Regions from separate parts of the Lactuca sativa genome. Here region 1 is linked to region 2. A link is a contact called in public Hi-C data. All regions are on one chromosome and are shown on one strand. Each heading gives the region's core, a stretch centred on a gene start, on an enhancer-like site or on the middle of the called end of the contact. The rest is flanking DNA. Distances are from core to core; before and after follow the strand shown.

Region 1 (5,609 bases), core at 2,400-4,899, 450 kb before region 2:
TCTATCTCTCTCTCTCTCTCTCTCTCTCTTCTCTCTCTTAAATGTCACAAGGCTCCAACCCCACATGTGTAAGGGGTCTTCTTAACTCAAGTCATCACAAAGTCAATCCCTGAATAACTTTGCACCCTAACATTTCCCCCCTCAAAGTTAGGAATGGATGACTCGGCTTCAATCTCCAAAAAGAGCAACTTCACAAACGAATCCTCAAGCGTTACAAATGTAGAAATGAGCATCAAGTCTTCAAATCTTCAATGATTTTCCAATCTGGGTTCTGGAGTGTGAGACATTACAATCCGAGCATCAAAAGGTAATTTGAAGTGTCTAAATCTCCACAATCAATTACCTAACTTTAAGCATAAAAACACACCCCAAAAATCTTCATTATGTCCAAATCATTCATGAAACAGGAAAAAACCCATATCACTTTAGAATTTACAATTCAAACCAATTCATAAACTTCTTTTTCTCAAGGTCACATCGTTCTTCAAATTTGCCTAATATGAAAAATTCACAACTTTCGAATTCTCATATTCAAATCTCTCCCCCTTTTTATACTTGAAATATGATTATAAAACCGAAAAGTAAATGAGAAAACGCTCAATTTGGAATTTTCCATACAAAACTCCCCCTTGACACACGGCATAAACGTTTTGCACAAATCCAAGAAAATCCAAAAAATATAACAAAATTTTCGAATTTTTTACTTCCCGGACCGCCTTTGACTCGAAAATGGAGAAACTCGTTCGTATTGCTAAAAAATACTTGCAAAAATAATCATTTTTCAAAAAACAAGTCATAAGGTAGGAATAGTCTCTCTTTTCCCCTACTGTTAGCTTACATCAACATGCAATATTACCGTAACTTAAGCATAGAAGAACAATACAACTTACATCAACATGCAATACCAAGGGGTTAACATCAATATAGCTCCTGACGCTTTGTTTATGTCGATAGGTCGCATATAAGAGCATGTCAGTTTTCAGATAACATAAGATCGAAGAAGTGACGTATCATCAATATAAAAATAGAATGTGATTCTATAACTAGTAGTATTTGTAAGATATTAATTTTATTTGATGTTATTGTTAAGTATTTCTAGTTTTTTATATATATATATATATATATATATATATATATATATATATATATATATATATATATATATATATATATATATATATATATATATATATATATATATGCTTAAACATAATGAATGGTTATTGAAATATTGACAAATATTACGATAAATTAGTTTATTTCCAAAATAAAGATTTTTAAAAATAATTAATTATCAGAATATATTGAAGTTAATAATATTTTATTCTATATAATTATTGAAAATGTGATAAGACAATAACAAAAAAATATATTCATTAAATGGATGACCAAAGACACGCGTTAGGCAACTAGGAGTAATAATACAGTGTAAAACGGTAAGATAAGGTGTTATCACGGTGGTGCGATGAATATCACATTGTTTGATGTGTGGTGGTGTGTTGACCTTCTCTACGTAAAGACCATTTCATTGCATTCGTTCTCTTTTCTTTTCTTTTTCTATATGTTTCTTGATCTTGTATAGTTAACACCCATTGTTGTATATTTTCTTTTCTTTTTTTCTATATGTTTCTTGATCTTGTATAGTTAACACCCATTGTTGTATGTTTTTAGAGGCTATTTTCTATCTGAGAGGGTGAAAGGAAAATAATATGGTGATGACGTGGCAAAAAAAATGTTGTAAGAGAATATATATATGTTCAACACTTCGTAACTAACTTAGTTAATTTTGATTTTTTTTAAGTTGTCGTGTTTGATAACTAAAAAATAACTGATAACTTAATTTTTTTTAAAAAAAACTTTTTAGAATAACATTTTAACTAACATTTCAACTAGCATATTGTATTCTTTTTTATATTGTCTTGAATATATCTTGTAATAATAATAATAATAATAATAACATATTTTTTATATCATTTTATATAGGATGATGCTAATAAGACATCTTCCTTATACACCCCATTGACTATTTTATAAAAAATAAACCTATAATTAACTACTTATAATCAATTTTTTAAGAAAAAAAATGAAATTTCAACCAATATAACCATTAAAGTGTTCCATGTCAGATAATAACTGGTAGACCACCCTAATCATTTATAAATAAAATGCTATTATAATGTTACCAGTCAAAACTTCTTAACACTTCTTGTACAGCATATTTTAGAGTATAATTATTTCTTAAGAGAATAATCTTTTTGCAATATAAAAGTAAATCGTATCACAATAAACATTTAAAACCATATGGTTTCATGATGTTAACACCAATTTGATTGAAATTTTGAATTTTTTAAAGGCGACATTTTGCTAGAAATGCTTTTACGTTATGAAAGTATTAAAATGTGTCTCCTTGTTTTTCTTTTTCTTTTTTATAAAAAAAGGACAAGTTAAGACTTAAAATTACCGGTCCAACCGGTGCCCCACAAAAAAAGATGGACCCGATAATGACTCAAAACCGGGACAGCTTAAAAGCCTGTGTGCGTAGGTCCGATTCCGTCGCTATGCTTTAGGTGTCTTTTGTGGTCTTGATGAAGAACATGGTTTCATAATATGGATTATAGAACAATAGATTAAACAGATCAAGAAAATCAAGAAAATTGAAGAAGATCTTCCTTTCATTAATTATATTACACTAATTGATTTTGAGCACCGGATGATCAATCATACAACAATACTAATGAAACCTAATAATTGAATCTCTACCAAATAAAGCAGAACAATTCCAACGGGAGAATTTCAGATGATACTCGATCAATCAATCTATCTCATCTCCAAGCAGATGATTGAATTCAATAATTAATTTCCACAAGAGATGATAGAAACAAGAGATCGAGCGTTGATCTCGTAAGTTTATAAAAGTTTTTCGATCAAAGAAATCAAATTTGGCAAACATATGTAAAAATTTGTGGAAAATAATTTAATTTAAATTCTAACAATTTTTGCCGCTTTGACCACCGGATTGTCCCTCGCGATCGCCTCCCGACCGGCGGTCTTATAATCATAGGTGCAGTCATGACGGTCGGAGTAGCGGTGCTCCGCGCAGAATAGATCGCCACACCGGCACCGGAATCCGGTCAAACCTACCCTCTTCCGGCAACCGGAGCACCGATTTACAACCTTAGCCGTCGTTTTCTCCTTTGGTTGTTCATCAACCATCAAAACCGTCCGATCTACAACCAGATCAACCGATACATCGCGAGACGTTGACCTCGTCGGAGACCTCAAGGAGCCAGATCTACCACGAGTACTTCGTTGCGTTGACGTGGTTGAACTGGAGGTTGTGGTGGCGTTAAAGCACTTTTGACACATATTGTTTGTCGCCGGATTTCCAACGACGCCGCAGTTATTGATGCAGAGAGTCAAGGTTTCAGGTACAGCCTTGAATTCCGTCTCTTCTTTCTCAGTCCTCTGAGCCATCTTCAAACAGAAACCTTTAAAACAATCACAAATTTGGACAACGAAAACAATTCAATCACCCTGAGAAGCGATCGGCGTTGGAGAGATGAAAATTTTCAGTTGTCGTTGATTAATCGAAATGGAAATTTTGGGTTGGCGAGAGAAATGGAGGGGAGGGGGGAGGTTTATTAAGGGAAGGGGGAAAAGGGCTAATGGTTATCGCAAGGGACGCGTTATCATCATGCAAATTGTGACGTCAAATTACCATTTTACCCTCCAGGCATTTCATAAACGGTGGGGTCAGGGTCAAGCGCAGTAGGATTACTACGTCTGACGTGTTTATTACTCCATCAGGGCCCAATTTCGCCCGTGACAAAAAGCTTTGAAATTTTTTAAAATAAAAACTTGTAAGCAAATGTCTTTTTAATGTTTCAAACAAGTAAATTATAATATATGTTTTTATAACGTTATGCATTAAAAACTTAAAATAACCTCTAAGTTTAATCAAGAGCTTTATTTTGAAGAAGTTTTTTAATGCTTTTATCGTTGGAGTGAAAAAGTCTTTTATTTTTCTGAAGAAAAGCCTGTAAGAACCCGTCCTAATGGAAAATGTTCCATCCTTAGTGATTATTTTACCATTAAATGTCAAACCTGATCATTTGTTCATTAATCATTAGAGTTGATTAATTAAAATGAGAAATTAAATACCATTTTGTATTTGTATAAAATAATAACATGTGAAATTTATTAATTGTTTTTTTTCTTTTTAATTTTTAAACTTTATTTTGATAATTGTCTTAATATGGTGAGTATATATGAATAAAAACAAAAGTTAAGAGGATATATTTAACTTCACAGACAAAAACAATAATATGTCTTTGAACCGGATTCACAACTATTTTGTCGCCTATGATAGCGATGCGACCATGAGCTTGGTCACGGTGCATTGACTCATTGACCATTGACTTTAACAGTTAACCGTTGACTTTTAATCAATTTGAGTTTAGGTCAAACTTTGGTGGATTAAAGTTTTTTGGCTAAGGGTTGACCTTCGATTAGTATTGGTCATTTATTTACACCTAATGATGCTTTTGGTGATTGGTGTAGTTGTAACACCTGTTTCTCAGATACTTTTCATTCATAGCTCAAATATACATTTTTTCTTGAAAAAACGGTCCTTACGAATGAATTACATGGGGCGTAAGTCATTAAATGGATGCGGGGACTTTATGCTCTACACAGGGCGTACAATCCCTATGTCGGGCGTAATTACTCAGAACCCAAACCCTGGTTTTTTAGAGTCAAGACCATATTTAAAGACCTTAAGTCCCTTAAGGCCTCCCTTATCATCAGCCTCCATTCTCCCACGTTGTCATTTCAAAATCCTAATCCCTTGTGAGCTTGTTTGAGACCTTTTGTGTGTTCTTGGTACATATTGAAGAAAGAGAAGTATATCATTGTGGATTGGTGTGGCTCAAGCTTGAAGATCCAGAGCTTTCATCTCTTTTGCAAACTTCAGGAGGTATAAAGCTCCCACCTTTATGGTTCTATGGTTTAGATCTAGGTTAGATTCTTGGTTTCCAAGCTTTTGGTCCCCTAGTTTTGGTTTTTGTGAGTAAAAGCTACTCCAGAGCTTAAGATTGTCATCTTATGTTGTTTTTGAGGATCATATGTCATAAAAATGAAATCTTTGTTGCTATATTTCACCCATGCAAGGGTTTGAGGTCACTAAAGGGTGGTATGGACTAGGGTTTGGTTTTGGGCTCTATTAAGCCATGCAAAGGCATAAAGTTGGGAACTTTATCCTTTTAGACGTCCATTAGGTTCAGATCTAAGTGTTGAACGTTTGGTCTTAAGACATTAAGGGCTTAATGTGGGAGTTCGAAAACTACAATGTTACATAACGCGTAAACCTGGCTATGCAACGCATAGCCCGGTTTGGCCCATATTTCTAACTATCTACGCAAGGCATAAAGCAAGAGTATGCAAGACGTAGCCCCGGAAGAGGAATTTGCCATTTTTAGGGCTTTAGGCCATTTTTTGAAGGGACTTGCCTTTGAAGGGTAAAATGGTATTTTATCTTAGAGAGACAAAGTATGTAATGAACCCTTAAATTATGGATTATCACCCAAATTGTTAATTATGGTTATTTTGGA
Region 2 (4,831 bases), core at 2,126-4,625:
AGCTTGGGAACGCTGCTCCAACGAAGCCCGGTTTTCGAGAAAACTCGTTGTAAGTGATCTACGCCTAACCTATCTTTAGTATAGCTTATGTTCAATATAGTAATGTTATTAGGAACTTATAATAAGTATTTGGGCTATTATTATGAGTTTTATACGTGTCGTTATAATATCTTTTTAACCACTTGCGGTACGGGAAATCTGGTTTAAAGGGCCGCATAGGGTTGTTGGATTTCAGAAGTGCTATATGCCAAAATGGTCCTGCCCTCCGGTGTTTTATGTTTGGCCCCTGTCTGTAAATATTGGTTGATAAATATTGTTTCATGCTTACATAATAGTAATAATATCTAGACTATTAATTAGCTCGGTGAATATTAGACTAAACTCTAGTGGTAATGATACTAGGTTTTGTCAAAGGAAAATTGTGTTAAGAGTAAAGAAGTGTTGTCCGAGTGCCGAGTCACCACCTTTTCAAGTGAGTGCATAGTTACTTTCATCTTACACATAGATATGAAGTATTTTATATAAACTACGTGCTATGTGTGCATATTATCTATATACTTGCTATCTATGATGGATGAACGATTTTATACAAGTTTTAAATGATTTAAACTGTATATCTACGAATATGTTGGGTAAAACATGGGTAGATGAAAGATGAGAGATGAAGGATGATATGAGTGAACATAGGCAACTATAGACTTAGTTCCTAATAAATAACATCGGCAGCTATAGACTTAGTGTCAATTGAATAAACGTTGGTAGTTATGGACTTAGTACCTGTTAGATAAACGTTGGAAGCTATGGACTTAGTACCTATTAGATAAACACTGGTAGCTATGGATTTAGTACCCGATGAATGAACTTTAGCAGTTATGGAATTAGTGCTTCACGAACACTGGTAGCTATGGATTTAGTACCCAATGAATGAACTTTAGTAGCTATGGAATTAGTGTTTTACGAACAAGCATTGGCAGCTATGGACTTAGTGCCTATCATATAAACCCTGGAAGCAATGGGCTTTGAGATGAACGAATGCAGGATAGAGGATTCTTAGGGCAGATCCTTAAGAGTAAGAAAGATAGTGGGGATGGGTAGTTGGGTTGATTGTTGATGTTTAAACATAATAATTATATTATTGTGGGTTGAAAACCCTATATACCTACCAGGTTTCCCAACCTGACCCACTCAAGCTTATTTGTATCACAGGTGTCGATACGAAGCTACTTTACACTGAGAGATTTAAAAGAGATGTAGATCACTAGTGTAAATGAATGTAAGTTCTGTTTATGCTTATGTTTCTGTATTGACGATGACATCCCAAGGTTTTAAAAGGAATAAAAATACATTTCTTCGGAAATCCTTTGATAACACATTTATCATGTTTTTCTGGGAACAAATTCTGCAACATTTTTATTAAAAGAAGTACTCTGATTTTTATAAAGCATAAACAAAATCGGTCTTTTCTAGCCGTGAAAATTGGGGATGTCACATTTGATAAACACGAATGTACTCTCTCTCAAATATGAAAACCATAAAATAGGGGTCGTAAAAACTTACATTTGATGTGTGATTTTGATCTATGTTCGTTTTTGTGAAGCTTATCGTGAAAAACCACAATTCGACACTTCTTGTAATTAAGACAAACTATCGGGACAGTTTAGTAATAATTTAAACAAGTGGAAGGAAAAATTGATCTTAAAAATCAAATGGGAGGGTTGATTTGGTCAAGCAATACAAACAAGGGGCTATTTTGGATCAAGTATTACAAATGAGAGGTTGATTTGAGCAACAACTACAAATTAGGATTGATTTGGTCATACTAATACAATGAAGGAACTGTTTTTAATCAAATTAATGCAACCAATGGAGAGAGTCTTCGATACTCATCTGATTGAGAAAGGAAATGAATGAAGGTGGTCAAAAGAGGTGGTCCGGTGGTGGTTGAGCAAATCGTGAGGAGAAGGAGCCCATTTTTCTGACGATCCTCTTGGCCTCCTTGACTTCGTCGCTGATAGCCACATATCGAGGGGAAGGAAAGAGAAAGTGGTGAAAGGCTCGACGATGGTTGAAGCGTCGAAGGTGGTGGCGAGAGGGTTGTTCTAGTGCTTCTCTCAGTTGTTTTCCCTTTTTGTCGGTTGTTATGCTTCAAGGGAGGCAACAACGATCGAAAGGGGGGATTGGGGTGGTGTTACTTGACCGGAGGAGGGCGGAGGAGGGTTGTGAACATCGATAGGAGTTGTTGAGGGGGCTACTCTGGTGGCTCCTTCCTGTTGTTTTCCTTCTCGTCGCCAGTTGCCGAGTCGTGTAGCAGTAACAATGATCGAAGGGTGTTTGGCAGGTGTTACTTCGACGAGCAAATGGTGAAGAACAAAGGAGTTTGTTGCCTCCTCTTGGCCAGAAAAACAACTTCTGATGGAGGTTACTTCCATTCAAGTGAGAGAGACAAAGAGAGGGAGTTGAGAGCGAAGGGTAGTGAGAGAAAGTTAGTGAGAGAAGAAAGTAGCTTCTAATTGAAGCATTTTTTTTTGCATTATTGAAAAGTCAATCTGACTTTTTGGTAGATATTTTGGCAATTAAACATGTGCCAAGTATTTTAGCGATATCGTTTCATTTTTTGATTCTCGTGTCGATAGATCCCGGCATGTAAAAATTTTGTGAATGTGCATGCTTATTGTCCCGGTCATGGTGATTCCAAAAATCTCGATGGAATTTAGTTCTGATGTACTAAACTTCGGAAAATAGCGTTTAAAGTTGCACGATTAACTGTTTCAGATTCGACAAATTTTACGAATTCGTTTTTTCTCGAGATTAAGAATATCATAAAAATGAAATCAAATAATAGACAATAGTCTGAGTTCAAAAACATGCTCAAAAACAATTTACGAGGTTCGAAACAAAGCAGTGCAGAATTCATTTCAGGAAATCAGATAAATATTGATTTTATAACTTGAAATGAGTGCAACTTCCTCATACATATGTTTTTGACGTTCTTTATATCCATAGAATAAGGAGAACAAAATTTTTTCAAATTTCTTATCTATAGCTCTCAAGTATAATTAATGCAAAAAAATTAGTTTTAGGGAATTAATTAATACCCATTTTATGAATTGTTTTCTAATCGTTAACGACTGTTAATTTTTAACAATTTAAGGTATTCTATATGCAATTTCAGATATAATGACTTCAATTGTATTAAGAACAAAAAATACTACATAAATATGTCGTTTTTATAGTTTTGTTAACTGTAGTTTGACCGATGAATTTTGACATATTATTGTCAATTGTTAAAACTTAAATGACCAAATTAAAAATTAAATGCCTAAACGAACACAAAACTAAAAATTCAATGACCTTTCAAAATTAAAATTAAGGGGAAAAAAACCCCAAACCCTGTAGAAAATATCAAGATAGGGGTAAAACCGAATGCCATAACCAAAGTTGCAGGCTGAAGTACCGGAGTCCTCTCTCCCGCAGACACAATGGCTTCCACAATCTCTCGCAGACTTGCATCCAAGATCCTGAACCCTTCTTCCTCCCCCGCTCTCTTTTCACTATACCCCACCTCCTACCGTCTTATCCCTGATGATTCCCATCGATCCTTCTCAAACTCTACCCCCAATTTCACTACTTTCAATCTCCCATCATCGTTTCCCACAATTCCAGTTGGCACTAGTCACGGTTTAATTAGATCAAATACCAGTTTCAACGCTAGTTTCAAAATCCAATCGCTAAACCCTAATCTTTATCAAAACCCCAAGTGTTTGTCAACCTCCATTCCGCAATCTGATCCTGAAGAAACTCAAAAACCTAACGAGAATCAAAGCCAAACCCTTGACGGATTCAAGCACCAAGAGATTACTGGACCTACTGTGGAACGCGATGTTTCTGCACTTGCTAATGAGACACGCCAAGTGCTCGATCAAATGACAAAGACAATTTACACCCTTAGCAAAAGTTTAGCTCTTTTGGGTCTGTTTCAATTGGGTCTAGGCGCTTGGATTTCGTATGTTACCAAGTCGACTCCTATCCCAGAAGTATCTGTGCAGAGCTGCTTGGCATTTGGGTTGCCATTTTCGTTGTCATTCATGCTTCGGAGGTCATTGAAGCCAATGAGTTTCTTCAGGAAAATGGAGGAGCAAGGTAGGTTGCAGATTCTGACTCTTACACTTCAAGTTGCTAAGAATCTGAATGTGTTTTTTGTGAGGTTGAATGTGGTTTCGTACTTGTGTATTGGCGTTGCTTCTCTTGGACTGCTTGTTATTGCACTATATTGATGGCTTGTATTGATATTTTTCAGTTTTGACAATACAATGAACCATATGTTGTTAGTAATTCAGTCGAAATCCCATAGTTTTCTACAATAAATATGAATACGGATTTTGAATCATGTGTTGGAGACAATGATCATATGATACGGGCAATTTGTTCAAGTATTTTGTTGCTTATGGGATTAACGGATTTATTGTTTTCTTTATAGTTGCATTCATAACTGTTAAATTATGATAGTTGCTAATTGGGATAGGGTCAGAAGCCGACTGAGTTAAAATCTCACCTGTTTGATTTTACATCTGATTGACTGTGTAAAATGATTATAATACCCTCAAGCAACATTTTTTATAAAAATGCCTTTAGGATTTACCATTTGACTTGTAACATACATTGTTTTATAAAAACATTCAATATGCATTAAAAAATAAAATAAAAAATTAAAGATTTAAACCATAAATCTTTCTGTAAAACAACTTTGCTTTACAAGAATCAACCAAAAACTCAAATGATTGAAACTTATTAAAGAAACTGAACTTGAAATCTTATAAATAAAAGAACTACA

Evidence for each region. Hi-C and Micro-C count contacts between places; a contact is called where the count stands out from the background.
Region 1: a Hi-C map of leaf shows a contact between it and region 2, with 10 times the contacts expected there. The contact joins the promoter of LOC111877393 here to the promoter of LOC111900564 in region 2. A contact is called at or near these places in 4 of 4 Hi-C or Micro-C datasets (bud, leaf and seed).

The regions. Positions count from the first base shown.
Region 1 is chr1:172,064,457-172,070,065 of Lsat_Salinas_v11, reverse strand. It overlaps LOC111877393 (zinc finger A20 and AN1 domain-containing stress-associated protein 5), which reads right to left and starts at 3,649. Exons shown (of 1, transcript XM_023873924.3): 1 at 2,655-3,649. The coding sequence starts at 3,474. The coding sequence ends at 2,980.
Region 2 is chr1:171,611,149-171,615,979 of Lsat_Salinas_v11, reverse strand. It overlaps LOC111900564, which reads left to right and starts at 3,375. Exons shown (of 1, transcript XM_023896443.3): 1 at 3,375-4,387. The coding sequence starts at 3,480. The coding sequence ends at 4,274.